Regions from separate parts of the Mus musculus genome. Here all the other regions are linked to region 3. A link is a contact called in public Hi-C, HiCAR-type, HiChIP or PLAC-seq and promoter capture Hi-C data. All regions are on one chromosome and are shown on one strand. Each heading gives the region's core, a stretch centred on a gene start, on an enhancer-like site or on the middle of the called end of the contact. The rest is flanking DNA. Distances are from core to core; before and after follow the strand shown. Region 1 holds the start of Ttk (Ttk protein kinase). Region 2 has its middle 4.9 kb from the start of Gm2109. Region 3 holds the start of Phip (pleckstrin homology domain interacting protein). Region 4 has its middle 16 kb from the start of Gm36120. Region 5 has its middle 6.6 kb from the start of Gm39386. Region 6 holds the start of Bckdhb (branched chain ketoacid dehydrogenase E1, beta polypeptide). Region 7 holds the start of Elovl4 (elongation of very long chain fatty acids (FEN1/Elo2, SUR4/Elo3, yeast)-like 4).

Region 1 (3,630 bases), core at 255-2,754, 860 kb before region 3:
TCTGCCTCAGATTCCCAAGTTTGGTGTATCTATCTGCCTGCCTGTTTCCCTCCAGCAAAAAACACTTGTAATGTTTCCAAACAAAAGAAGTTAAAGTATGAAGTACAATTTAACGGATAACCATCACTTACTGAGAAAAACAGAAACAACTTCATTAGGCCACACAAGGTGGTTAACACTGCTCACCTTCAACTCGGAGGCTCTCAACGGTTTTTTTTTTTTTTTTTTTAGGTTTTTGTTTGCTTTTTTAAGCAAAGAAAAAACTCACCCGTGTGATCGGCACAGATTTTAGACAAGCTTAGCTCATCAGTACAGTCTTCATTTATCTTATTTTTAATATCTCTCATTTTGCTCATGATGGAATCAATCGTCACACTGCTGCCAATTAACTCTTCAGCCTCCATTTCTAAATTGTAACTCGTCTTTGGAATAAATAAGATAGAACATTAGTTTTGTAAACATATCTATCTAAATGTAACTGTTATGAGGTAAGTGTTAGTGGCAACTAAATCAAACCAGAGCAACAAAACCCACAAGGACATAGCTTGTAATTTACCAGAACAAAGTTTCAACGAACCAAAAACATCTATTCTTCCCAGTATGAAACAGCATTGAGGTTACACTGTGTGAACCTGGAAGATAATGCTCTCATGACGCTTTTGTGTTTTGAGTAAGGGTGTTAAGTAGCCTAGGATGGCCTTGCTCTCTCTGATTCTGCAGCTTATCTCCTTACATCTCCCAAGCACTAGCTGTACATAGATACACCACCACGTCCAGCTGACGCCTTTGAAAACTTCATTTCACTGAATGTCTTTCTTTCACCTACGGAACGTAAGGAATCCGTTTGGTAATGACAATAAGTTGTCCCTTTGGTCGCCTACCCTGCCAGAGTAAATATTGACATTGCGCGCATTCTGCATCCTTCTACAGATAAGCGACTTTCAGAAGTTTGTCCCAGACAAAGCCCTGATTTGTGCTTTTATCCTTCTAATGCAAGCATCGAGGTACTTGTCACAGTACTGGAGCCCAGGCGCTCCGGTTATCTGCATGAATGTGTTGGTTAATAGCCCACAGTCTGCAGGCTTTCTGTCACTCTGTCTGCCATTCTCCACAACGCAGTAACTAAAGCTCAGAGCCACCGCGGAGTGTTAACAATAAAAATGGGCCCAAAGGAGGGGAGCAAGGGGTTCCCCACCTCCTCCCAGCTCACAGCCACCCACGGGGGCAGGTCTTGAGAGTTACACAATCAGTCCTGACCCGCACGGCGCACCCGCTTCTGGGCCCTGCTCCCCCACCAGCAGCCCAGGACCTACAGGCCGTACCCGCCCGCCTGGCCGGGGGCTCAAGCGCCAGCTCGCTCGCCGCCACCCTCGTCACCCAGCAGCCTCCCGCCGGCCGCAGCCTCTCTGCCATGCCCGCTCTGATGCACCCACCTCTGAAAGCCAAGCTGCAGCCCAAACAGCAGCACCCCAACCCCTCTCCGGAAACACGTTTGAAATTTCCCCGCTGCCTTCCCCGCTACCTCTCATTGGTTACGGCTCGCCACGTGGAAGCGTGGGCCGTGATTGGCTCCTTGCGTCGCACCGCCCCTCCTGCGTTGAGGCCGGACCCACCCACTTCAAGCGGCCCGGGGAGTTACCCGCAGCTGCCGACGCGCTCGCCGTGCTGACCTGCGCCTGTACGGTCAGGGGTCAGGGTCTTTTTCTTTGGTGCTCTCCCGCTGGACCTTGCACTACCCTCCAGGGAGCCCTGGCCTCGCCTTCAACCCAAGACCCGCCCTTCTCTTTGTTAGAATTCTGGTCCCCTCCCTGTCGGGACATCCTGGCTGAGCTCCTTTCTCCGAACCATTCCCCCCCCCCGCCCCCATCCCCGTGATGCTGTCTCAGTTATGAGCTCAGCTGCTCTTAGGAGAAACGCTTCTCTAGGCTTTCTCAATGGTACCCAGCTCCCCTAGCAGACTGTGTGGTCCAGGGGAACGGTTTCATGGGCGAGAAATGGCGCAGATGCTGTGTTTTTGCTCTGGTTTACTCTTGATAGTTTTGCTTTGTGTAAGAAGCTACAGCAGTAGCCAGATCTCTCATCTTCATTCAGTAAGTGATGCCCTCTGTCACAAATTGCTGATACCCAAATCTGTGGATATTCCAAGTCTTTAAATAAAGAGGCATTGTACACACAACCTATGCTCTATTCCTGTATACATTTATTTTCTTTTGGTGGGGGAGGGGAGCTAGTTTGTTTTTGTTTTCGAGGCAGAATCTCACTGTGTGTGTATTCACTGCTGCCACAGAACTGACTCCCTTTGCAGAACAGGCTGGGGTTAAAGGCATGTGATTTAAATCTCCCAGCGTCCTGAATACTTTAAAATTTATCGTCTATGCATCATTTGTAATACCCAGTTGAATACAGAAGTGATACAAATAGATGTTATATAGTGTTACTTAAGAAATATTGACAAGTTGTTCAATAGAGACACAGGAAAAACATATTTTTTTCTCATCTACAGTTGAGTAAATCCATGAATGTAGAACCTATAGACACAGAAGGTTTAATGCAAAGTTAGTCTTTAAAGTATTTTTGGTCAAGCATAAAAGCTGAAAAGCAAACCTTAAAAAGATCAGACTATCTTCATGAAATTTAACTGTAGACTAGAACACAGCTCAGTAATATTTATAGAAATACAAGAAAACTCAACAGGGTTGTCGTTACACTCTTATGTAATTGAAAAAAAAATCACCAGACTTTGAAAACAAGAAAATGTAACTATTAAGGGGGAGGGGGAATAAGGGATCAATTAAAACAGACCAGAAATGACACAGATGACATATTTGGCTAATTAGGACATTAAAATAGTAATGTGTGCTGTATTTTATGCACTCCAAAAACTTAAGAGAGAATTCTATAAACATGTTAAAGAGAAATTCAGAGTGTGTGAGAAAAAGCAAAATAGATGTATGGAAATGAAATGTGCAAGGTATGCAATAGAAAGTACATTATGTGGGGTTAGAAGATAATTTGCTGGGAAAAGAAAAAAAATCACTAGGCTTGAAAGCACAATTTAAAAACTGTATGAAGGGCTGGAGAGATGGTTCAGCAGCTAAGAGCACTTCTTGCTTTTGCAGAAGCCCCACATCAGGTGCTCACCATCGCTGGTGACTCCAGCTCCAACGGGAATCTGGTGCATCTGAGATACCCACACTCAGGTGCATTTACCACAGATGCACACACACAAACACAACTACAAATAATAAAAAGAAGTCTTTATTTTAGAATACATAAAATTAAACACAGGGAGATAAAAGTGAACAAAAGCAGTGGCAGACTGTGAAACAAGGTGGTCTAATATACATACAACTGGAATTCCTAGAAGAAATGAGGGGAAACTGGAAAAAAGTGGGCAGTCTGTTCAACTGTGATCAAAACTAAAAACCAACAACAACAGACTGAACGACATGGAGAATCCCTCCACAATTTATGATTGTATTATAGGAACGTAATTAAGTTGTTTAAAACTGGTTATGAAGAGAAAGGTCTTCAAAACAGCTGAAGGATAAAAGACAGTTAGTTACACATAGGAAGACAACCATGAAGACGACAACAGACGACCTGTCAGAAATGATGTAAAATGCAAAA
Region 2 (3,626 bases), core at 173-2,672, 710 kb before region 3:
CTGTCTCCGGCTCTGAGCCCTGTCTCCAGCCCTGAGCCCTGTCTCCGGCTCTGAGCCCTGTCTCCAGCTCTGAGCCCTGTCTCCAGCCCTGAGTCCTGTCTCCAGCCCTGAGCCCTGTCTCCAGCCCTGAGCCCTGTCTCCAGCCCTGAGCCCTGTCTCCAGCCCTGAGCCCTGTCTCCAGCCCTGAGCCCTGTCTCAGCCCTGAGCCCTGTCTCCAGCCCTAGGTTCTGTCTCTGGCTCTGAGCCCTGTCTCCAGCCCTAGGTCCTGTCTCTGGCTCTGAGCCTTGTCTCCAGCCCTGAGCCTTGTCTCTGGCCCTGAGCCCTCTCCCCAACGCTGTTGTTTATATGAATACGTGTGACATAGCTGACATTTTGTTTTCGTCACTTGACTTTTTCTCACAGGAATTCTGTTAGCTGGAAACAGCTGTGAGTTGAGAATCATTTTCCTGTTTTTCTACAAGTGCAAAGATTTCTGGTAGTATTCAGGCCACTGCTCAAGGGTGTTCAGTAGCATGCAGACTGCGTTCCTACACTTGCTAGCCCAGATACACTGTTCTGAGTAAATAGAAGAAAACATGGAGGAGGATAGGTGAAAAAAATTACCAAGACCTTTGGAGTGAAAATGGTCCCACACAGTATGCAGCGCCCAGTGACTTAGACAGCGTCATAGCATTGTGTCCTTAGAGTTGGGCACCGAGAGTGTTGGGAGGCAGGAAAGTGACAAGGATTTCCTTGTCTCTAGGGGTTACAGTTCTCTCCAGGACTGCTTGGCTCATCGTCTCCTCTTCTTTTCTGGATGGCAGCTAGTTACTGTTCCTGGGACTCAGGCTCAGTCCAGGTGGCACCAAGCCTCTGGCAGGGCTAGGCAGGCTTCAGGGACCACAGGGACCCCAGCAGCACTTCCCTAGGGGAAAGGGACGTCTCTTCCCAGACATCTGCTTTCGCTCTACGGTTTTGGTGCTTAACCTGTTTCTGGGACAAGCCTATCCTCGACTTATGTAAGCTCAGGTATGAAGGACTCTGTCCTACCTTAATAAGCACTGGAAAAGAAACCTGGCTCTCAAATCTCCAAGAGACCCTCTACGGCAGTGATTCTCAGCCTGTGGGTCATGACCCCCCTTGCTAGTTGAAAGACCCCTTTTCATACCTTCGCTCTGAGGGAACTTTTCAACAGGGGTTAGATGTACATCCTCTATATCAGATATTTACATTAGGATTTATAACAGTTGCAAAACTACAGTTATAAAGAAGCAATGAAATAGTTTTATGCTTGGAGGGTCACCACAACTGTGTTGAAGGCATTAAGGAAGGTTGAAAACCACTGCTCTGCTCTGCAGGATCTCTATGGCAGTGCATACAACCGGGACACTTGGCGCCTGTCATTCCAAACTGCCGTGCAGCATCGGGACAGGCACTGTCTTCTTCCCCCTGGACACAAGGAGAAGCCCTAGAGCGTCTCCTGGGAAGGCTTGCCACAGCAACCCTTCAACTCAGGCCATCCTTACGGCAGGAAGCCAAAATGACAGGAAGCACCCCCCCCCCCAGCCCCCGTTGCCAAGAGCCCGTTAAATCTTTGACCTAGATTCTGCGAATATTCAAGGAGAAAGCAGGGACACAAACGCTGGCTGCGGCTCACTTCAGTGAGTCCTCATTCCTCTTCCCATTTCATTTTAGCTGCGTTTGTTTGAGCAGCAGGTGAAGCGCCTTTCAAAAGACCGTCATCTCCGAGGGAAGTCATCTGTTTTACATTAATTGTCCATTAGTCTCCAAGCCTCCATCCATTACCATCCTCAGCCACTCATTACGGATATTGTGCCCGGGTCCCGCTGTCAGCTTTTCAATGCAGGGCTGTTTTCCTGCATCTGACTTAATTGCTCTAAGTGCCTGTTTCTCTGAGCGTACCAATTAATGTGGGCTTTCTTCTTGCGCTAGCTTGGACAGAAATGCCAAGGTGAGGATATTTCGGCTGCTATTTACTCTAAATTATTAGACTTTGCCTCCTTAAGCCCCTGCAGTGAATATTTTGCATCTATATCTTTGTATTTGTCTGACAGACTTCTAGAAACAATACGTTTTGAACAGACCTAGTTTTCGATGGTTAAAAAGGCACAGCAGATTTATAGTCCACCCACGTTATTGGGATGAGGGGTTTACGTTCCCTCTGCTCCTGATTAGTTTAAACATGTAATTTTTAAGTGCATGTAGCACTCAACACAACAGCTTGGATGAAATTGGCATTGTAGATAGGGGGAAAAAAATGAAGCTTTCATCTTTAAAATTACAGCTGCCAGGGCAGCCGCACAATACTTTAATTGCTATATCTCCCCAGCTATGACTGATCATCTTCCTCCACCCTTGTGCCTGCGTTTCTGAAAAAAAAAATATATATATATATAAAATGGAAGAGGATTACATGTAAAAAATCATTAAGATAAGGAATTGTCATGTTCCTAGAAAGTCTTGGTAGACAGGGAGCCAAGTGAAATTACTAGTTTGACAGGATGCTTTATAGAATAAACAAGAAAAACAGTAATTTTAGTTGGTAAATCTTAAAATTTGTATCATATTACATATGCCAGTAGTGAACTTCGGATTCTTTTCTCAACACTAAAGGTACTCAATTAATATAAATTCCTTTCATGATAATGTCTCCATAAAATCAGGCATCAATAGTAGCTGCTGACATTAATTGAGTTTGTTATGGTTTTAAAATATTAGCCAGAGTTTGCTTCCACCTTATAAGTGAATTAGTTAATAAACGGCCTTGTTACTATGTGGCAAGTATTGACGATTTGCTTGATTTAGTTTTCTAGTGATTACTCCTTTTTTTTTTCTAATGAGTACATCATACTAACTAGAGCAAATGCATCCAGACTGCCTTGTTATAAGATATATTAAAATAATAATAATAAATAAAGACACAGTTTTGGGGGTCTTTATTTCTTGATGATTATTTGGAAAATATTCACTTTATGGCAAACCATAAAGAAAATTATTTAAAACAGAAACGAGCGGCTGCACTGGGAAACATTTAACACAGGTGAGCTCTGCCTCTCAGGTGCTCCCTAACTCACTCCCGCCCTGTCTGGGTCCAGTCCTGAACTCCACATTAAACGGTCCTGGTCATAGAGATGTAAGATTTTGGCCCTTTTGGTATTTGCTTCAGCTTCTTAACTTCACCTCACCTTTTTTTTACCTCTGAGAATCGACAGGGTGTGGAATGTAGGTGTATTCAGGGCGAAACTCATTTTCTTCTCACTGAGAATTATGGCAAAGGCGATCATATTGTTCTACACGAAAGATGTGAAGGGTTTTGTAGATGTAATTAAGATCCTAAATAAGTTGACTTTTAAACAAATAATAATAATAATAATAAAAAGTTTATCCTGGCTGTGTCTGACCTAAATTTTCTTTTAAGAGGAGATTCTGGCCTTCCATAAAGCAAACTGGCTTTGAGGAAGCCCTGTATCAGGAGCTCTCCAGCCATGAAGAAATTAGTTCTGCCCACAACAGCACATCCAGCCAAGCCTCCAGATGAGACTGCTAATGGCCAGTCTTCTGAGACTGACCCAAGATGCAGCGAGACAATAGTGCTTGGCATTGTGTCACTGTCTGTTATGTGGAAA
Region 3 (3,673 bases), core at 76-2,575:
CACCCATATTCGTTTTAAAAATAACAAGGCCCCTATCCTCATCAGCAAAACACAGATGAACGATGTATCATATAAAACCAGTAATTACATTAGGATTTACGAAAAGATTTTTGTTTCTGCTTTTCGCCAGTTTTTAAGAAGTCTTCCCGTGATTAACTGTAAACAGGAATGGTTTACACCGTAAATTAGAAGCCATTAATTAGCATGACGAAGTCAACTGCAAGATACACAGATAATTTAAATTATTTAATCACTAATCACCTTTGCTAAACTGTAATATACTCTTTCAATAACCTTCGGTAGGTTATCGACCGTGTCAGTAATTTACCTCCATATCAGTTAGAGATAAGTATTAGCTAGCGCCCTTTCCTTTCCTTCAGGTTTATATTAGCCCTTCTTGTAAACACTTTAAAAAGCTTTAAGGTTCTTCACTTCCAAATCCCTAATTAGCCATCACTAGCCTTTTTGTAATAAGTGGGGGAAAAGATGAGCTGAAGTACAAATCTGGAGTTCCTCTTGCCCGTTTATCAAAACAAAAACATTTTTTTTTTTTAAACGAACGCTTCAGGCGATGGTAGTAATAAAAGAAATATGCAGAGGTGGCTTCGGGGAATAACGGGTTTGCAGAACGCAAGTGGCTCAAAAAAAAAAAAAAAAAAAAAAAAGCCCGAACCTCTATTGCAACCCACGGCACTCCAATAAATTACACAACACTTGCCCAGGCTGCAGAAATATCGCAGGACAAGACTTACACGGATGCCAATCCGCAGCATTTATACACATGCACATGGCAAGACTGAAAGCAAACACTAGCGTTCAAGTCGGGCAGGGCAGCGCGATCCCGACTTGGCCCAGCTTGAGAGTGCTCGCTGAGAGTCTCTGTGCGTGCGTGAGAGTGAGCCCAGTCCTCCCGGCATTTCCCCTCTTTGAGCAGTTTTGCTTCATTTGTTTCCTATTTCTGCTACATAGAAACTAACTTCCATCTCAACCCAGCCAGCGCCGCTGAATAGAGCCTGTGCTGCGGCTCCGTGTGCGTCAGATCCCTCCGCGCAGCCGTGCCGGCCCCCTCCTCCCCTCCCTCCCTTTCTCCCTCCCGCCCGCGGCCTCTTTAGAGAAAGCGCCCGCCAGGCAGCCCGCCGCTTCGGCTCCGACATCTCCTCGCGCTGGAAATAAATAAATAAGTGGCGGCCCAGGGCGCGCGGAGCGACGACCGCGCGGGCGCGGGCCTAGGCCGAGGCACTCCTTTTCCCGCGGGGGGCGGGGGCGGCGAGTGCGGGGCCGCGAAGGCGCGGACTCCTTTCTGCGGCGGAGGGATCCCGGCGGAGGCGGCCGCAGCCGGGGCCGCTGCCTGAGAGTTGTTGTTTCCTCCTCCTCCTCCGCCTCCGCCGCCGTTGCTTGAATGGTGGAGCCGAGGCTCGGCTCGTGAGCACACACTGACAGCTACAGGGCAGGCGGCGGCACCGTCCCCGCGTCCCCTCGGCGGCGGGGTGTCCCGCCGGCGGCCCCGAAGTGACCCGCAAACATGTCTCGTGAGAGGAAAGGCCTCTCGGAGCTGCGATCGGGTAAGTCGGGCGCTGCGGGGCCGCCGCGCCGGGCGGACTCGCCCGCGGGCCCCCGCCCCCCGCGGCCGCTCAGCCCGTGTCTCCCCGTCCTTCTCTCCCGCGCAGAGCTCTACTTCCTCATCGCCCGGTTCCTGGAAGATGGACCCTGTCAGCAGGCGGCTCAGGTAGGCGGCGCGCGGCGCGGGGACGGGCGGGCGCTCGCGGTGGCCGCCCGCGGGCGTGGGGGAGGGCGGCGGCGGCGGCGGGGCCGCGGCCCGGGGCGCGGGGGCTCAGCGTCCCCGCTTTGTTGTTGCAGGTGCTGATCCGCGAAGTGGCCGAGAAGGAGGTAAGGGCGCGGCGGCCCGGCGCCGTCCCGCCGCCGCACGGCCTCCCCCGGGCCGCTGCGCAAGCTCGGGCGTCCGGCGGGGCGCGGGACGCGGGGCGCGGGGGGTCCCCGGCGGGGCGCGGGGCGGACTGGGGAGGGGAGCGGCGTCGGTCCGGGCCGGGGGCCGCGCTCACCGGGCGTCCTGTCCCCGCAGCTGCTGCCCCGGCGCACCGACTGGACCGGGAAGGAGCACCCCAGGACCTACCAGAATCTGGTGAGACATTCCTAGCGCACTGCAAAGAAACTTTTCCCCGAGTCGAATAAAAATTGAATTTCCCGCAATTTTTTACAGAGACAAAAACTTGGCCCCAGAACGGGAAAAGCTGCAAAGGCCACGGGGAGGGTTGGGAGGCCGGAGCGGGGGCTGCGGGGGGCGGCAGCCGGGGGTGCGGGCGCCCCGGGGCCGCGGGGTCCGCGGACAATTTATTTGTGATATTTTGTTAATGTGCTAGAAATAAAGATACGTCATGAGTGTTGTGCAGTGCAAGGCCAGAGGAGGAGGGGCCGGCGCGCGTATCCGCGCGGGGGCGCGCGCGCGGCGGCGGCGGCAGCGGGAGCGGCGCAAGCCTGGAGAGCGCGCTCGCCAGCTCCTTGCTTGCTCTGCACGCGCGGCCGGCTCAGCTTTCTCCAGCTCCACACAATAGCTGGTGACTAACTGCTCCGAAGTGGCATTAGCATTTCACAAGAAGGCCTTTGAGCCGCGGAGGAACCTTGGCAAGATTTTTTAAAATTTTTTTTCCCCCTTCTCCTCTGTCTTTTGTTTTCTGTAGATTCAGACCCAGATTTTTAATTTTATTTTTTTTTAATCTTTGTTTGGTTGGAGGCGTTCAGATAGATATGGTAGTCACCCAGCGGCACATTGTGCATTATACAAACAGATCTGCCGAAGTATAAACCTGGAAGTTTTAATAGGCGTTTTCCAATTTTGCAGATTCTTGGGGGATATTACCTTCTTTTATTAAAAGTCATTTATAGAGGTCATTGAAGAATTGTGGGTTTTATCTGCATAGTTGCCGTGGGGTGGACCTTGGCTTTTAAGTTTTTGTTTATATTGAGATGTTTTTCTTTAATTGATTGAAAAACAATGTTTTTATAGTTGGTGAGTTTTCAAAGGCAATAATTTACAAACAGTTGCTTTCCATACGTGGAGCTGACACGAGTATGGTGAATGGTAAGGTTCTCTTAGTTTACTTGAGTAAAGGAGCTGCAGGTTTCACAGCCTCTTCTTTGCCTAAGAGAAGTTGATACAGTTGTTTGTGTGAGTGTGCTGCATAGTCAGTCTCACCAGGGCCCATTGAGCAGTTGAAATTTAGGCAGTGCACTGACAACAATGTTTGAGATCAGTTTCTGACTCTTCGAGGTAGTTGTGATTACTAGTGCTTTCAGGGCTGTAGGGTTAGGCAGTTTTAGTAGTTCAGAATGAGTGTCTCTGAGGGCATGGCATGATTGTGATAGCTTTTGCTTGGTTTTGAATATGAGTCGCATAGCTTTCGTGTGTGCATTTTATGATTTAATATAAACCACTGGTTACCGTGTGACTGTTAAGGCCGTAGAAACCTAGTGGAGGGTGTTTTCGTTTCCATGCTTCCAAGTTAATTTTCAATATCGAATTAGGGAAGTTCAGTCAGTTACTTGGTCCAAAGTGATTGAAATTTGAACTAAACTCCCGGGTTTACTATTTGCAGTATTGGTAATTTTTACATTTATGCTTTTTACACAAATCTTCAGTGTATTTCCATGCCTTTCT
Region 4 (3,972 bases), core at 1,403-3,902, 690 kb before region 3:
GATAGCAAACACAAATCTGCAGTGGTGGTGTGACCCAGAAGGGACGCCAGGAGTTCTCTGCCCTGTGCCTCTCCCTACAAAGTGAAGAGCACCTAAGATGAAGACTCAAGATAAGCCATTCATTGCAAAGCTAGATATGCAAGCTCCCCTCCCCCATCCCTGTCCCTTGGGTCCTATTTATACACCCTTTAAACATCACATGACCTCCCACGGGTCTTGCTTCCCATGGGTCTTGCCTCCCACTGGTCTTGCCTCATCAAAACACCACATAAGCCTGTCTTAACAAAACTCCATGTGAGCCTGATCAGCTGACATCACTCTGCCAGTCGGCCTGAGTCTGTGACAGTGGCAAGAAACCAGAACACCAGAAGTTCTTTTGGTGCCGTTTCTTTCTATGAAGTCACAACAAACATAGACCATTAAGGAATGGCAAGGCATACCAATATCATCCAGTGTCATCTACTGTCTGTTGGGCCCTTCTTAACAGCATGCATCCTTTCACATGTTTGCTTTCGCAAAACATCCTTTCACCTGTGTCTGCTTCAGGAAAACATCCTTTGACATAACTGACTTTCCAAAGAATCCAGAAGTTTCCACTTCAACTCTCTATTGTATTCATTGAGTCCAGACCCTCAGTTGAATGCAATGCTCACCAATAGGCTACTCTGGCTAGCCAATTGTTCTAGGGATCCCCTGTCTCCTCCTTTACAGCACTGGAAATACAGGCAGCTACAGGGCCCACCTTGCATTTATGTGTGAGTTCTGGTGAGCCAAAACACTGGCCCTCATTGTGCAATGCAGTGGATGATTTAACCATGGAGACATCTTCCCAGTCAAACAATTGCTGTTAATTGAGTTGTAAAATGGAATCTCGCCACGACACAAGGTTTGCTGACCCCATTCACATTGATGTTTGGGCTGCATAAATATTTTCTACATCCCTGCTTGGCCCCTACTCTCTGGGTGGAGGTGTCAGATGTGCCTACTCTCCAGGTAGAAAGCCAAAATGTTCCTGTATATTGCCCAGAGTGCTTAGGGAGAAAAGTTGAGCCCAAACGGGATCTGCTCCTTCAGAGAGGAAACCTACTTTGGAAGTCAATGTGTTTTTAACAAACTACACTGAAATAGCCAGAAATTGCATTAGTTGTTGAGTTTCCTCTGGGATCCACATCAGAGGGCCTTATAATATACAAAATTTAAAATAATCATAATTTCTAACAATAAAGTATTGGTTCAAATAATCACGGCGTAGTTCCAGGGCAGGTCACTGTGCAGAAGTTTGCTGACTCTCAGAATGCCAGGCACTGATTCTAGCTCGGCCTCCCTGCCGGGGAAGCCAGATAAGCAACAAGGCTACAGATAATAAAGTGGATCAATAAAACAAGCAAACAGACAGACAGACAGACAGACAGACAGACAAACAGATGAGTGGTGTTGCACGCCTTTAGTCCCAGCACTCAGGAGGCAGAGGCAGGTGGATCTCTCAGTTTGAGGCCAGCCTGGTCCACAGAAAGAGTTTCAGGGCAGCCAAGGTTTCTAGACAGAGAAACCCTGTTTCACAGAAACAAAATAAAGTGATCAAGTGTGCTGTTTCTAAGTCAGCACAGTGAAACGTGCTATCTATACTTCTCCTCAGAAGCAACAACAGTGCCTTGAGCTGAGGCTACATGGCCTAATGGAAGCACCCTGCGTTTCTGAGTTACTACCTGGAGAACAGATGTAAGGGAGAGTAGCCACCTTGCCCACAGTGGCATTTGCAGTATCACAGAACACAAAACAAAACTTTTTCTTTTTTTCCCCACTCTTTTTCTTCTTTGTATGTGAGTAGGGTACATGTGTGCATGCATAAATGCATGCATGGGGTATACATATGTTTTAGGCATGTGTGTGTGCGTGTGTGTGATCGATTTTCCATTTTATGTTTTGAAACAAGATCTCTCAGCCAGGTCTTTCAGTCTAACCCAGAGTCCTCTTATATGGCTAGCTTACCAGCCAGCTTTCCTTTAGGACTCCACTTTGTGAGACTGGAATGACAGGCAGGTCACCACACCCACCTTCATCTATCTACTTAGCTTCTGAATATCTGAACTCTAGTTCTCTTGCTTTTCGGGCAAAGCTCTTTAACTGCTAAACCATCTCCCCGGCTCCCAAACCAAATGTAGCTTTTAGCCGCTGTGATGTCAAGGCTTCTGTATTTACTCTTGAGTAGTTTCTCCCAGCTGGTACAGATATTCATACTTATAAGGGATTAGGTTCATAGACAGCCAAATGTAAACAGTGCGCGAATTTCAGTGGTGGGCTTTCTGCTGATTTATTTATACCATTCATTTGGGTGAAGATTTACCCACCAGCTGCAACATTGTCAAAATGGAATTCAGTCGTGAGCGTGGTGTTATCTTCATTTGGGGGAGGCTCACAATTCTTTTCTGTCAGAAGACAGTGCAGGCAGGATACTCTTCAATGCAAACGTTGCAAAAAAAAAAAAAAAAAAATTAAGACAAAAGAAGGCTTTAAACACGGAGAGGAGAAAATTCTACTTTGGTGGGCAGAAGAAAGGGAAACACCCAGACCCGCCCCTCCATGCACCGGGGACCGCACATATTCAGTAGACCTTCGGAACCTCGTTTGTACAAACAAAGGTTTAAAAATCCAAAGCAGTGTCGTGGCGGCGGTGCAAACCCCGTTGTGAACATAGTTTGAGGAAAGAGATTTCATTAGATTGTTACACCACCACCACCACCCCGCCCACCTTTCCCAAAGTGTCGCCTGTATTTAGGACTCGCTGCCTGTAATCTTTCTGCTCTATTTGCTGCATGAACGTTCATTATTTTAGATCAAAGCAAACCGAAGAAGCCCCTCACACGCTTCCCCAGTGTCTCTCTCATTAAAAGTAATTATTTTCCCAGTTCAGTCCTCTTTGTTCACAGTCATGTCCAGTGAGGAAACGGGTCTTAAGAAACCCAATTATGTCTGAGGCAGTTTCAGAATCCGATAAAAGAGCTGGGGGCTGGGACCGTTCAGTACGACCGACCAGGCGGGGGGGGGGGGGGGGGCGGCGGCGGCGGGGCGGGGGGGGGGGGGGGGAGAACCCTTCTCATTCCCAGCACCCTGCCTGCCACATTAAGAATTCTGCTGCCTAGGATTAGCTTGAAAAGCACTTGGCCTTAAATAGAGAAATTTTCTAGTTTTAATGTCTAAAGCTGAAAATAATGAATTTCATTAAGAACGGAGGAACTCGTTTTCAGTACTACTTTACAGCACGTGATTTAATTACTGCACCAGCCGACGAAGAATCACAAATCACTCTAGGAAGTGTTTTTGCTAATATTGTGCAGCTATGGATTTTGCTTGCCTTAGTTAATGAATCTATAAAAGACATATAAATGATTCTTCCAGACAGAGAGATGTGATTCCCAGTTCACTGCGGAGCAAATATATTGATTATTATCAACACGCCAGCCATGCCCAATTAAATGTTTCTATATAAATAATTTCACAGAAGGGACCCTAACGCCTAGTCTAACATAATTTATGTTATTTCTTAGTTATTTGTTTTTGTTTTTGTTTTTTTAAGAGCTTTGTGTCTCAAAGACAAAAATAATGTATTTAAAAATTTAAAAGAGTGGTTTAAAATTAGAAAAACAACAATCCCATCTCTCACTCACAGAGAAGAGAACTGTGGACAGACACTGTAAAAAATCTGAGTCCTGGAAGGACCTGGCTCAGAACGCACGTTTCATTTTTAGCATCGATGGTGGTTTTTCATGATTTCTAGCATCATGCTTCCTTCCTGGTGCTGACCATGCCCACCTGGAAAACAGGAAGAACTTCCCTCCCGGGGACGTGACTTTGCGATGTCTTCCTTTCATCAGAGGAATGGACTGAATCTCTTCCTTCCTTCCTTCCTTCCTTCCTTCCTTCCTTCCTTCCTTCCTTCCTTCCTTTCTTTCTTAACTTTTTAATGTTTTGCTA
Region 5 (3,916 bases), core at 265-2,764, 740 kb before region 3:
TTCTTTTACCTACAGGAAGTATAGTGTGGCCAGGGCTCTACAGAAGTTGGCACAGTGCAAGCCCTGTGCTCACCTATGTCCTTTGAGTTAACTCTGATTTTTCATCTCTAAAATAAAGGAAGCAGGAGAGTTCAAGGCCTGGTGCATTCATAGCTTCTGGTTGAAGCCTATGGCCTTTTGGTTTCAACAGAAATGGAAATTAACATTGAGATGGACCAATTATTCACCAGTCAGTTCAGGTATAAGGTATGACTGATGTGCAAGCAAAGATTGAGACTGTGTAAACATCTGTGGTCCTCCCCACACAGCTGGCAAAGCAGGCTTGAGTGGTAAGACATAGTCTGCTGCCAACACAACTCATCCTCCTCCTTCATTCCACCGTATGAACTCCTGTTCCTTTTACAGTGGCAAAGAGGCCAGCCAAGGGGTGTGTTGTGACTAGTCTGGTCTAGTCTAGGGCAATTACAGAATCTAGAATCGCTTACAGAACTTGCCTGGCTTCTTTTGAAACTCAGAATTCCATTATACATAAGAGGAAGTCAACTGGGGGCATTTCCAAGAGAGGCTTTGTTTTCTGAATAAACAAGCATGGAGAGGATATCCAGCCTTCATTGGTTCATGGTACTCTGAAAGGGCACAGTGGTATCTAGAACTGCAGTAGCCAGACGTCTTGTCCGAGAAGTCTGTAGCATTTGTGTTTAGCCATTAGTCCTGACCTTATTTTTGCTATTTCAGTTAACAGTTGCCTATGTCCATACTTCTTAGTGTAGGTCAGGAAAAAAAAAATCTCCCCTTTCTCAAGCTCCTGGTGGTCAGGTCACAGAACAAAAGCAGTAGAAGTTAGCTGGCTCGCCACATTTCCAGAGAGTCCGTTGGTAATGGAAGACCTCAAGTACACTTGGGCTCCCCACGACTTACACAGACCATTACACAAAGTAGTCCCGCATGGAGTCAGTAACCTGTCTCCCTGGACTCACAGGACATCAGGGCCAGAAGACAGGAACATAAGTGGTGGGTATGTCTGTTGCAGAGCAACAACCCTAGGCTCCCGAGTAGTGGTTTTATAGCCAGCAACTATCTGGAAGGAGGGGCCCAGGCTCCATCACAATGGAGGGAAATAGATGGGAAGGTACCTGTGACAACCTGCTACAAGGCAGGATAGTGGTCAGGCAATGACCTACTTCCCTCTCACCCCCAGAGCTGCCACCAAGACAAGTCATATTGTGCCTACACTTTACCTCCCTGCCCTGTGCAGAGACACCCAGGGAAGTCTGGTGAGATGGAACAGCCTCTCAGGATAGAGGAAAAGTGTTTTCAACTGACAAGGTTCCAAGGTGGAATGGGGGAAGGGGCTTGAGTTTGTCAAAGGACAAAACTTTTTCAGAGGAATAATGTATTCTGTGTATTTTTTTTCATGTTTTGATGAAATATTTCCCAGTATCTCAAGAGACTGATTATCAGGGCATTTCCCTGCATACAAAGGCAGCATCGAAGGGCATTTTCAGACACTGGCAAGGACAAATGCCAAGGTCGTGCAGTCTCGAGAAGAGGGGTGTGTGTAAACACTTGCATCCTGCGTGCTCTCAGTAACAGCAGCTAGCCTCCAAGTCCCCAGTGTAGCATATCAGCACACCTTTTGCAGCTGCCCTTTGGAAGCCAGATGTGTAGTCCCCAGCCACCAGCTGGCTTGTCTTGTGCTATGTCTTAAATACATTATGCAGATTTTGCAATATAAAATTCTAGTAGTAACGAACCTTAAATCATTTCACAGCCTTTGCAGCCTGGAAAGAAAGAGGCTCTGAAAGCTGTGAAAGTTGTTCAGTTGTCACCCTTAACCACACCCACTGGGCGGTGTCACAGCTACTTCGGATTTAAATATTTATGTCAATCATCTTAATGTGATGGAGTGTCATAGAATTTATGACTACTGGATCTTATGCTTTTATACAGGGCGAAACCGAGATGGCTAGAATGCAATCTAATGTCTCTCAGTAGAAATAGCCCGGCTTCTTTCGAAGCTCAGAATTCAATTATGCACAAGAGGAAGTTGGATAGAATGGACTAGATAACTTTGATCTATATTCCACAATTTATTCCCTTCATTTTCCTGGTGAAGTAAATTTACCTAAACGGACCACCCCATGGGCTATGTGAAGGCTCCAAACCTGTCACCCATCACCCCCTCCCCATACTCAGTCCTATGCCACAAAGGACCCCAGGTGCCTGCAGACATGCCAACTGCATGTCTCACGCTCTTCTGTGGCCAAGCTTAGTATAACTTCTTAGTATAACAAGCTTATAACAATGTTCATAAGGTCTGATTTATAACCTTTGAACTTTAGAATTTTCTAAAGTAACACCTAAAACTCCCAAAGAAGGAAGAGATGTGGGAATAGGCAGGGGAGGGGTGGAAAAGGTGGGGCGTGAGCCTGGAGCGGAAGTCCCAGTCCTGGAAGCAGAGTATTTAGTGGAAGTCCGTGTCCACAGGATTACTAGGTCTGTGAGAGCCCTGACTTTAGCGCTCTCCTAAGAGCACCAGCTACCAGCCTGGCACCTTATGGCCAGCTCGGTGTGCTAAATCAGACAGCATCTTATTGTCTTACAGTTAGATGCATTCCAAGTGCTATTTCTGGAGCACAGAGCTGCACCAGGAAGAGCTGTCATCCTAAAACTGCAAGGTCTAGATAAACAAACACCTATATTCGGGAAATGATATTCCTAGAGAATTTGCTGCCATAAAAGCTTGCAGTGGCTCACTAATTAGCCAGAGAAGCTAGATTGCCCAGGGAGGCGATTTGAATATGGAAAGAAGCCAGGGAGAGAAACTAGGAAAAGTGGCACCAAGGAAGTTTGTGGTGGCCTAGGACAGACCTCCTGGATTTGAGGTCACACAGTGTCCAGCCATTGTATTTAGCTCCTACGATCTACCTGAGTCAGAACAAGGTCCTTACCTCCTGGGACATTTTACTTCCCTGTTTTGTTTCTTGAATGCAGGCTTGTGTTCAGCCTGACTTGCACTGGAATCTTCTCCCAAGGCTTGACACAGTCACTCACTGTTCATGCCCCTAACTGTTAGAAAAATAAATGGAGACACAGAAAAAATTCAGCACACATGCTGAGTAACCTTGCCCCAGGTCACACACCAGCAAGTCACTGAGATAGACTGTAGGCCAGCAGTCTATGCCACTACCTGGCAGAGTGGGCTCCATGGATACGCTCCAAGAAAGCAGTGTAGGGGAGTGGAGAGTCACAGGGTGTGGTGGTTTGAATGTGCTCAGCCCAGGGAGTGGCACTATTTGGAGGTATGGCCTTGTTGGAGTAGGGTAGCCTTGTGTGTGTGGAGGAAGTCCATCACTGTGGGTATGGGCTTTAAGACCCTCGACCTAGCTGCCTGAAGACAGTCTTTTCTTAGCAGCCTTCAGATGAAGATGTAGAACTCTCAGCTCCTCCTGCACTGTGCCTGCCTGGATGCTGCCATGCTCCCGCCTTGATGGTAATGGACTGAACCTCTGAACCTGTAAGCCCAGTTCCAACGAAATGTTATATTAAGAGTTGCCTTGGTTATGGTGTCTGTTCATAGCCCTGACCACAAGACCCATAACCCTAAGACACAGGGGCATGTTCTATTTGGTTTTTTTACATTCATCTACATATTTATCTAACTATTTAGTGTGTGAGGAAGGGGGGATCTACATGTGGAGGCTAGAGGGCAACTTGGAGGACTCAGTTGCTTGGGGAGAGAACTCATGTGGTCAAGCTTGGTCACAAAGCTTGTCATTGGCCCGCTTTCATTTTAGATAAACAAGTCACAGACAACTTTTCTGGAAAGGTGTCACTTCTACAGGACTCTTCATGTGCTTGAGAGTGCAAAGGACTCTGGCACAGAGAGCAAGGACTCTTCCTTTCCCATCTTTGG
Region 6 (3,701 bases), core at 995-3,494, 950 kb before region 3:
TGGGGGTAAACTGGGGATTCAAAGTGGGCATTTAAAAACTCCATTAAACCATTCATGTCTTTGAGTGAGAACTCTAATCTCTAGGGCTCTATCATTGGGGGCAGGAGAGCCACATGCATGAAATGTGTGTGATTTTTCTAATACTGTGAAACTATGACAAATGCATGGTATTGTCTATTGAAAGTTTCCCTTTACTGCGTTATTACTTCCAAGATGGCAAACACTGTGTCATTCATTCATATATATATATATATATATATATATACATAAATTTTATTCAGCCCTCAGCTCTCCTCTCCTTTTGAAATCGCTATTATCATTAATCCCTTAATTACAGAGATGTGAGGCTTGCAGAAGTGAGGACTTCAAAGTCTCAGGGGAACCGGGCGTGGTGGCGCACGCCTTTAATCCCAGCACTCGGGAGGCAGAGGCAGGCGGATTTCTGAGTTCGAGGCCAGCCTGGTGAGTTCCAGGACAGCCAGGATTACACAGAGAAACCCTGTCTCTAAAAAAAAAAAAAAAAAAAAAAAAAAAGTCTCAGGGGATGGGGACAAAACCAAACTCAAGACCCTGACTCTCACTACTGAACTCTACAGATCAACAAAACTCTACAGCAGTACAGGAAGTTATTTTTCTAGTTGATGCAAATTGGACTTGTATTAAAACTACAACTGTGGAAAAGACAGAGCTCTGGAAGAATGAACCTCAAAAGGTTTAGCAGCATCCACCATGAGAGGTGCAATCATGTTGTCACTTTTTTCTAAACTCTGCCTTTTATCTGTAAGATGTTTGTACTGTTTCTATAGTAACAACCTAGAGCCATGACATCACTCGGATTTTAGTAATTTCACAACTGTGGAAAGGAGAATTCGGAAGACCTCTGCTCTATTTCTCCATTACCAGGCCAAAGTTTCTTTGCTGTGAAAACAGTACTGAAGGCTGAGAGGGAAAAACGAACTGCTGTTCATCTTTCTAGTCCTACTATTTCACAAAACTGGGAAACCCCGTCATTGAAATTATTTCTAAAGGCCTCTTTATTGCCTTCCGTGGAGTGGCAAGTCTGGAATCCTGCTTACTAGATTCTGACCATTGGCGCTATGTCTCATGAACTTATGTCCTGTGTACTGTTGAATAATCTGCTTCAAGGCTTCCGTTTATCTAACTGCAAAGCAAACATGAAAACATGACCTACCTCACATGAAATTAAATCTTGTCCTATGAACTAAATGAGATGAGGAATGTAAATTTCACCAATAGCAAGCTTTCGGTTAAATATTCCATTATTGTTCACAAGTAAAGATGGGCTTCCAAAAACTGCCAGCCCCAAGTTATTAGACAAAAAAAAAAAAAAAAACAGTGTAGGTTTTCCTTACTTTCTCCTGGTGCTCTGCAGTTAGACCTAGGATGGAGGGCGACTGCATAAAACTTACAGGAGAAACAGTCAGAGTGAGGCAAAGGTGGCAGGACAGGAGCCTGCCCCATTCCCTTCTGTTCGCTCTTCTCCACCATCTCTATGGAATACTGCTTGGCCAGGTGACAGCGGGGCCCAGCAGGAGCTCTGTATGAGGCTGAAATAGAAGTCTGGATTCTTTCCCATCTTTAGGCAGAACCTGTCTCGTGACCTTGAGAAAATCAAATTCTAGTATTTACTCCCTAGGTTTACATTTTCAAATGAAAATTAAAAGGCAAGTGTTTTACAGACAGTTGCCTCAAGTTAGTGACTCAGTCTAGGACAAGCTAACACCTAAGACCTGATATGGGGAAAGCATGGATAGAACTCAGGGGAAGGGGGCGGGGGAGCGCTCTTTGGACAACTCCTCTACACCCTCAGGCCCTAGCAGAAGGCAGAGTGCCCTCTCACCTATCTTGAAGTTCCAGGGGCTGCATCTGAAGGGAAGAATCACCAAGGACGAGTAACAGGAACGCAAACTGACCCGAACCAAGGAGGCTCTAGAGTAGAGTCTAGAGTCTAGGGCAAGGCAAGGATAGAGCCGGGATGCAGCAAGATCCCCAAATCTCACCATACTGCAGGGACTCTGGGTCCGGATGGAAAGTGAAGTGGGCCACCCGCCGCTTCTGGGCCGTGTCCTCGCCCCCGGGTTGCAGGAAGCCTTGCACCAGCGCAGCGCAGCGCAGTCCGCACCGCCGCCGCTCTGCTCCCGCAGCCCGGAGCCACAGCAGCCCACCCGCGCGCGCAGCCACCGCCGCCATCCCCAGTTCTCAGGCACCGCAGCCCACGCTGCCGGCAGGGAGGGAGGAGCTAAGACGCAGGCTTCCTCATTGGGCAGCCTCGAGGGGCGGGTCCGTGAAAGAGACCAATCGGAGACGGAAGTTCGGGGGCGGGGATGGAGACGCTATGACCTGGCGGCCCGCCCAGACGGAAGCCATACCAAGGCCCCTGCAGCCTGAGATGTGGTCCCTGGGTCCCACCCCAAAATCAGCTGCAGGACTTGGGGTGTCACAACGCGACTGCCTGTGTTCTTTCGCAGTGTCATTTTTGCGGTGCATTTTTCAGTAGCGTTTTCGTTTTAGGCTGTGTTTCTCATAGTCTGTAAGTGCAATATGGTCATTGCAAAGACAGGCGTTGGTTTCGAGTTTCCGAAAAAATCTAGAATTCGGGAAAGGCCTTCACTCTTATTTTGAAATAGTAAATATATTTAAATCTTTAAAATTGATTTTGCTTATCCTGATTTAGATCATATCAAAAAATAGTAAGTAGAGATTTCGGCCTTCAAATCCACTAGGAATTTAAAGTCGAGGTGCAGCAAAAATCACCTAATGGTCTTACTCTGTGTAACTTAGAAATATGCAAGTTGCCGGGCGGTGGTGGTGCACGCCTTTAATCCCAGCACTTGGGAGGCAGAGGCAGGCTGGTCTACAGAGTGAGTTCCAGGACAGCCAGGGCTACACAGAGAAACCCTGTCTCAAAAAACCAAAAAAAAAAAAAAAAGCAAGTTGAATGACTGATTTAAAGTCAAAATAATCAACTTTATAAATTTTATCTTAAAATATTTAAGTGTTTTATATATATCATATATATCACATACATATCAAATATGATATCGCATATATATCATATATATGATATGTGTGTGTGTATTTATTTATCTTCCTTAGCCATGAGTTGGAAGATAGCCATCAAAATAGAATACAACAGAGGCAAGAAAGTATGTCTAGATCTCGAGGAAGGATTCCAGAATGGAGAAAGTATTATGACAGACTGAGAGAACAGAGAGGAAGGAGCCAGGAAGAAACATTCCTCCTGTAGTATTTGTGACCTCTTAACAGATGTTAGGTTTAGCTAAGAAGCACGGGGTAAGAGTAGAAATGGAATTCTACGTATTCAGAAATGCACACAAAGGAGACAGCTTAGACAGTGGCATTCAAATGTGGTAAGAGACTTAGAACAGCATGAAGAGAAACAAGCTCTTGAAGGTCAAAATGCTTCCAGAGGTAAGGCTGACCTGCACCCAGAGGATTAGAGGTTGCCAAAGCAGAGCACAGAGAACCATAGTCTTCCACAACAGGTGAGGTGGGTGCAAAGGCTCATTGTCGTGAAAGAATGAAGTGTCTTCCAGGGCAAGGAAAGAAATGTCTTGTTCCTATGCTGAGAGCCTCTGCCTGCCCCCATCCCCAGCTGCATTGAACTTCGTTTGGGAAACTCTCTTTTCAGGGAGTCAGGCTATCTTTAAATGCCTCTG
Region 7 (4,053 bases), core at 451-2,950, 830 kb before region 3:
ATCTGTAAACTACTTGTGAATTAAGCAATATTAAGTAATGGACTGTAATCTTCACACCAAGTAATAGAGCTCAAGGGTGGATACATCCTAAGACTGTTTCTTCTTATGTGCTTGAACAGCTCCTAAGTATAAATAAAAATGACTATGCCCCCAAGTAAGGCAGAGAAAATGTTAACAATATAGTTGCCATTTCTAACTTAACATTGATGGGGCTTGTCTATGATTTCCTTATGTGACAGGCGCCCCCTAGTGAACAAGGAACTCAAACTGACCTCCACTGTAGAAGAGAGGCTCCAAGAAAATTCTTGAATAAAGCTGCCTTAATGATTCCACATTATATTAAATAAGCAAAGACGGTGACATTTTGTGAGGTGAGGGTAGGAATCTGTTCTCCATCATAAAAACATCCAAGACTCCAAGACAATACAGAGGTAGCAACCAATACCATAAGCAAAGGGAAACCTAACTCATACTCACATTAACAAAGGAAATGAAATTTGACTAGAATTCTTTGTAGTTACTAGATTCGTAACTAGGAATTGAGGTGTAAGAAATTCTTTAATTTGAGAAACTTCATTCTGGCAAGCAGATTTGACAAATTAATAAATCATATCATTTGGTTGATTTCAGAATAAAGCATGTAAAGAAGGCTGTGGGGGTCTGAGTTATATAGCAAATCAGTTACCTTTAATTAGCCTTCCTCGCCGAAGCTCTCTCTACTTAAACAACTCCCACTATGCTCTGAAGTGATGTGCGTTATAATTTTGTCACCATAAATATTTATGACTTGCTATTTATAGCACAGAGTTAGGGCTCAGGTAGTACTCATGTTAACAACGTTGAGCATTTGACTCAGTGACCTCTAAAATAAGCATTCTAAATCAGTCAAGTGGAGAAAAAAAGCCGAAACAAAAGTGGATGGCACATCTGAATAAAACGCATATGAACTTGTTATTGGACCATTCACTGAAATCTTGCTTTATGTCAGAAACTATAAAAATGGCATAGTGTGATTTTGTTGCTGCAGTTATTGTTGTTGCTATTTATTCATAGAGACTGCTTTCTTCTCACAAGTCAACTGCTCTTTTTCTCCTCAGCATCACCCTTTCAGATTGACCTGAATCTCATGTGGTGCAAGTGGACTCTTTTAGCCTATTCTTATGGCTCCATCCTCTCTGAACTACCAATAGCCTAATTTGGTACAATTATATTGCTTTGATCGGCCAGTGTCGCTGTTTTCAATACTCACAAGGATTTAACTACATGCTAATAATATTTACGGGGTGACCACAGACTACTCTCCTTTGCCGCTGCTTAAGACAAATGGCATTCCTTTACAGTGAAACCACCCGCATTTCCTTGTCTGGGTGACAAGCACGTGCCACAGGCGAAGACAGCAAAAGCACATGTGATGGAGGTGAATGATAGGCAAGAACCAGAAATGCATCGCGTACTTCATCTTTGCCCACAAACTCCCACTTTTTCCCGTCCGGTTTCCCACGTTGCATCCGGCAGAACAGAGGTAACCGTGGGCAGGAAGGCAGGGGAGGAGGACTGGGTACGAGGTGTCCCCCTGCGGCGTTCCTGTGGCCCAGGTGGTGGCCCGGGGCTGGCCTTAGCGCGCCTGCGCAAGCCGGCCACCACTCGCGACCGCAGCATCCCCGCGCCCGGGGCGAGAGGAGGCGCCGCCCCGCCCCGCGCGGCCACGTGATGCGGGCGAGGGGATTGGAGCTGCGGCAGCGCGCGGCGACAGAGAGGAGCAGCGCTGGGCGCTCGTGGCTGGTCCTCCTCCTCCTCCGCCCTCCGGCTTCTTGTCTCTGCTGTTCGCCGCTGCTCTCCGCCTGCATCCCCAGTCGCGGCGCCTGGAGGAGGAGGAGACGCCGCTGCCAGCAGGGTTCCCGCCGCAGTCGCCCACGGTCCATCGGAGCCTCTCTTCTCGCCGCTGCTCGTACCTCTCCTCGCCAAGATGGGGCTGCTGGACTCAGAGCCCGGCAGCGTCCTGAACGCGATGTCCACGGCATTCAACGACACCGTGGAGTTCTATCGCTGGACCTGGACCATTGCAGGTACAGGCGAGGGGCCTCACCCATCTCCTCTGGGTGTTCCTTGGGCTGCCCACGGCTCAGACGCCAGTCCCCGGCTTCAGCGCTAGGCAAGGCCCTGCGCCCCCTACCCAGCGCCTTGAGGCTGTTGGGGGCGCTCGGGTCCCCGCAGATGCGGCGCCGCGGACCTCGCGGTTGTGCACTGGTTAATCAGATGAGACTCTCAAGGCGTACTCCCCCCCACCCCCCATCCCCTCAACACTCCCATCTCTTCAGCTCCGCGAATGCAGGAGCTGACTTAACCAGATGCTACCAGTGCAGCCAAGGAACCACCCTGCCCTGACGCCCGCATTTCCCGAGCTCGCCTATTATCTTATGCACTGGTACTCCTTATAGAGCGATAGGCCTGGAGGCGGACGAGGGCTGCGACTATACCTGTCTCTCCGCTACTTCAGCTTCCTTGAAGACTTTGACAAACCACTCATTATCTTCTTCCATTTAGCTAACCTCTTTGTAGTATAATTTCGACTGAAAAGTAAAATAACATTATTTAGCTTCTTGAAGAACGTTAGTTTTTTTGTGGTTTCCCAGTAGCAAATCTGTTAGGCTACCCTCTGCGAGAGCTTTGCGCAGTGCAGTGCCGTCAGGGGGAGGGGAAAGAAGGCAGGCTTTGGGCTGGGGGTCTCCGCAGCAGCACCTAGAGGATGGCTCAGAAGCCTGCATAAGCATAAGTACAGTGTACTGAAATTAGCGAACTTTCCCTTCAGCTGTTGAGTTTGCAGAGCAGGGCTGTCATTGAGTGACTTAGTTTTCCTAGCAGAAGTAATTGTAACATAAATGTTCACGTTTTAACATTTCTTCACTTGCTTTGTTGCTTTAAAAAGTTTCCGAGACCTTAAACGTTAAGTTTAAAGGATCCCAGGGAATAGTTTGGGGCTTTAAATTTGTGTTGTGTGTTTGCAGTGTGACCCTGTATTCTAGCAACGGAGGATGTTAGCAATATAGGTTATGATGGCTGTCTTCTTTAGAAGTGAAAAGTTTCTTCTTTAGTTTTTTGTGTTCTGTTGCTAGGGCAATCGAGACAGTGGGTTATATATAGCTTGATACAGAATGACATTTGATGTATGTGCTGTGAACAAAATGCTTGCTGGAATTGTTTCTGTATGAGACAAACGCTTTTTCGACCTGGAGGCTTCGATGACTTGTTTTAAAACGCGCGATATTTCTCAGGAGATCAAACATCTGACCGTAGGAGAGCCAGTAGTTCCCAAGCCGCGAAGCTGGCGGTGGTTTAAAGGCAGTTGTCCAGGAACGACTCTTTCTTGAGCTTTACTTTAATGCTATCACACTGATACCTGCAATACCCGGGGAAGAAGCACCCTTCCCTTCATCTCTGCGATACTGGTGGGAACATTGCATCAGAGCTTCCCCTTACACAATTGCACAGAGCCGAACATCAGACAAGCTGGCTGGCAGGTGGCGATGCGGATGAGGTTCTCCAGCTACCTCGCATCCAGAGCCACACCTAGGCGTTCTCTCTCTCGGCTCCTTCCCATTCAGTAGTGTTCTCACCTCTCCTGAGCCTCAGAAAAAAAAAAAAAAAAAAAAAAAAGAGTTGAGAGCAAAGCTAGAACGTAAGCCTCCTGTGGTGGTTCATTCCTTCTGAATGATTCTGAAAAAGACAGTGAATGGAGTTGGGGGTTTTGTGTGTTCCCTCATGTGAAAGCTTGCACCTATACTTTTTAGGGGCACATAAAATAATACACAATGATGGGACAAACTTGAGAAATGAGTAGATGCAGGGACACTCAGGTGACCTCTTACTAGCAGGTCAGTGGGAAGGTATTCATCCATGTTCTAGACTATCCACTTACGAAACCTGAGACTGCTTCCTTACCTCTGCCCAGAGCTGCCGTGTGCAGGCAGAGGTGCCGCTTCTTAATCCACCAGAGGCTCAGGGGCTAGAGTCTGGGCCTTGCTGCAGTGTAAGGGGGAGCACTGTTCAAGTTTG

Evidence for each region. Promoter capture Hi-C pulls out the DNA fragments that hold promoters and counts their contacts. A called contact is a pair of places that touch in the nucleus more often than the background predicts. HiCAR-type assays count read pairs that join an accessible place to other places. HiChIP or PLAC-seq counts read pairs in DNA pulled down with a chosen protein or histone mark.
Region 1: a contact with region 3 is called in a Hi-C map of rod photoreceptor, with 4 times the contacts expected there. The contact joins the promoter of Ttk here to the promoter of Phip in region 3. A contact is called at or near these places in 6 of 39 promoter capture datasets (the HPC-7 cell line, erythroid cells, hematopoietic stem and progenitor cells and 2 more), 6 of 484 Hi-C or Micro-C datasets (CD8 T cells, embryonic stem cells, hematopoietic stem and progenitor cells and 2 more), 8 of 115 datasets of contacts at active chromatin or transcription factors (astrocytes, bone marrow-derived macrophages, craniofacial prominence and 5 more) and 2 of 9 other capture datasets (embryonic stem cells and liver).
Region 2: an H3K4me3 HiChIP or PLAC-seq map of forebrain shows a contact between it and region 3, with 8 times the contacts expected there. The contact joins the enhancer-like site here to the promoter of Phip in region 3. A contact is called at or near these places in 9 of 39 promoter capture datasets (the 3T3-L1 cell line, the C10 cell line, cranial neural crest and 4 more), 1 of 15 datasets of contacts at CTCF or cohesin (large pre-B cells), 2 of 484 Hi-C or Micro-C datasets (cerebellum and myocytes) and 18 of 115 datasets of contacts at active chromatin or transcription factors (bone marrow-derived macrophages, cardiomyocytes, craniofacial prominence and 13 more).
Region 4: a contact with region 3 is called in an H3K4me3 HiChIP or PLAC-seq map of embryonic forebrain, with 6 times the contacts expected there. The contact joins the enhancer-like site here to the promoter of Phip in region 3. A contact is called at or near these places in 4 of 39 promoter capture datasets (the C10 cell line, cranial neural crest and pre-B cells) and 12 of 115 datasets of contacts at active chromatin or transcription factors (the 230-238 cell line, acute myeloid leukemia, astrocytes and 7 more).
Region 5: a contact with region 3 is called in a Hi-C map of Sertoli cells, with 5 times the contacts expected there. The contact joins the enhancer-like site here to the promoter of Phip in region 3. A contact is called at or near these places in 9 of 39 promoter capture datasets (the 3T3-L1 cell line, 3T3-L1-derived adipocytes, the C10 cell line and 6 more), 1 of 15 datasets of contacts at CTCF or cohesin (large pre-B cells), 1 of 484 Hi-C or Micro-C datasets (Sertoli cells), 13 of 115 datasets of contacts at active chromatin or transcription factors (acute myeloid leukemia, astrocytes, craniofacial prominence and 10 more) and 1 of 9 other capture datasets (embryonic stem cells).
Region 6: a promoter capture Hi-C map of hippocampal neurons shows a contact between it and region 3, with 2.8 times the contacts expected there. The contact joins the promoter of Bckdhb here to the promoter of Phip in region 3. A contact is called at or near these places in 2 of 39 promoter capture datasets (hippocampal neurons and liver) and 2 of 115 datasets of contacts at active chromatin or transcription factors (embryonic stem cells and large pre-B cells).
Region 7: a HiCAR-type map of astrocytes shows a contact between it and region 3, with 2.9 times the contacts expected there. The contact joins the promoter of Elovl4 here to the promoter of Phip in region 3. A contact is called at or near these places in 4 of 115 datasets of contacts at active chromatin or transcription factors (astrocytes, embryonic forebrain, large pre-B cells and 1 more).

Annotation. Positions count from the first base shown.
Region 1 is chr9:83,832,563-83,836,192 of GRCm38.p6, reverse strand. Ttk (Ttk protein kinase) reads right to left here and starts at 1,504. Exons shown (of 22, transcript NM_009445.2): 1 at 1,434-1,504; 2 at 269-422. The coding sequence starts at 404.
Region 2 is chr9:83,684,782-83,688,407 of GRCm38.p6, reverse strand. No RefSeq gene overlaps it. Among named protein-coding and RNA genes, the nearest start is that of Gm2109, 4.9 kb to the left of the region's middle. Within about 2 kb of position 1,422, at least 64 of the 459 cell types and tissues checked have an H3K27ac peak or open chromatin away from gene starts, as enhancers often do. A contact at or near this core is called in cerebellum, embryonic basal ganglia, embryonic forebrain and 3 more, where this site is marked.
Region 3 is chr9:82,973,141-82,976,813 of GRCm38.p6, reverse strand. It overlaps Phip (pleckstrin homology domain interacting protein), which reads left to right and starts at 1,325. Exons shown (of 40, transcript NM_001081216.1): 1 at 1,325-1,562; 2 at 1,668-1,726; 3 at 1,858-1,887; 4 at 2,081-2,140. The coding sequence starts at 1,523.
Region 4 is chr9:83,663,466-83,667,437 of GRCm38.p6, reverse strand. No RefSeq gene overlaps it. Among named protein-coding and RNA genes, the nearest start is that of Gm36120, 16 kb to the left of the region's middle. Within about 2 kb of position 2,652, at least 36 of the 459 cell types and tissues checked have an H3K27ac peak or open chromatin away from gene starts, as enhancers often do. A contact at or near this core is called in the 230-238 cell line, embryonic basal ganglia, embryonic forebrain and 1 more, where this site is marked.
Region 5 is chr9:83,717,634-83,721,549 of GRCm38.p6, reverse strand. No RefSeq gene overlaps it. Among named protein-coding and RNA genes, the nearest start is that of Gm39386, 6.6 kb to the left of the region's middle. Within about 2 kb of position 1,514, at least 13 of the 459 cell types and tissues checked have an H3K27ac peak or open chromatin away from gene starts, as enhancers often do. A contact at or near this core is called in Sertoli cells, where this site is marked.
Region 6 is chr9:83,923,680-83,927,380 of GRCm38.p6, reverse strand. Bckdhb (branched chain ketoacid dehydrogenase E1, beta polypeptide) reads right to left here and starts at 2,244. Exons shown (of 11, transcript NM_001305935.1): 1 at 2,022-2,244. The coding sequence starts at 2,211. Gm36278 (a long non-coding RNA gene) reads left to right here and starts at 2,376. Exons shown (of 4, transcript XR_379675.2): 1 at 2,376-2,551.
Region 7 is chr9:83,803,952-83,808,004 of GRCm38.p6, reverse strand. Elovl4 (elongation of very long chain fatty acids (FEN1/Elo2, SUR4/Elo3, yeast)-like 4) reads left to right here and starts at 1,700. Exons shown (of 6, transcript NM_148941.2): 1 at 1,700-2,066. The coding sequence starts at 1,967.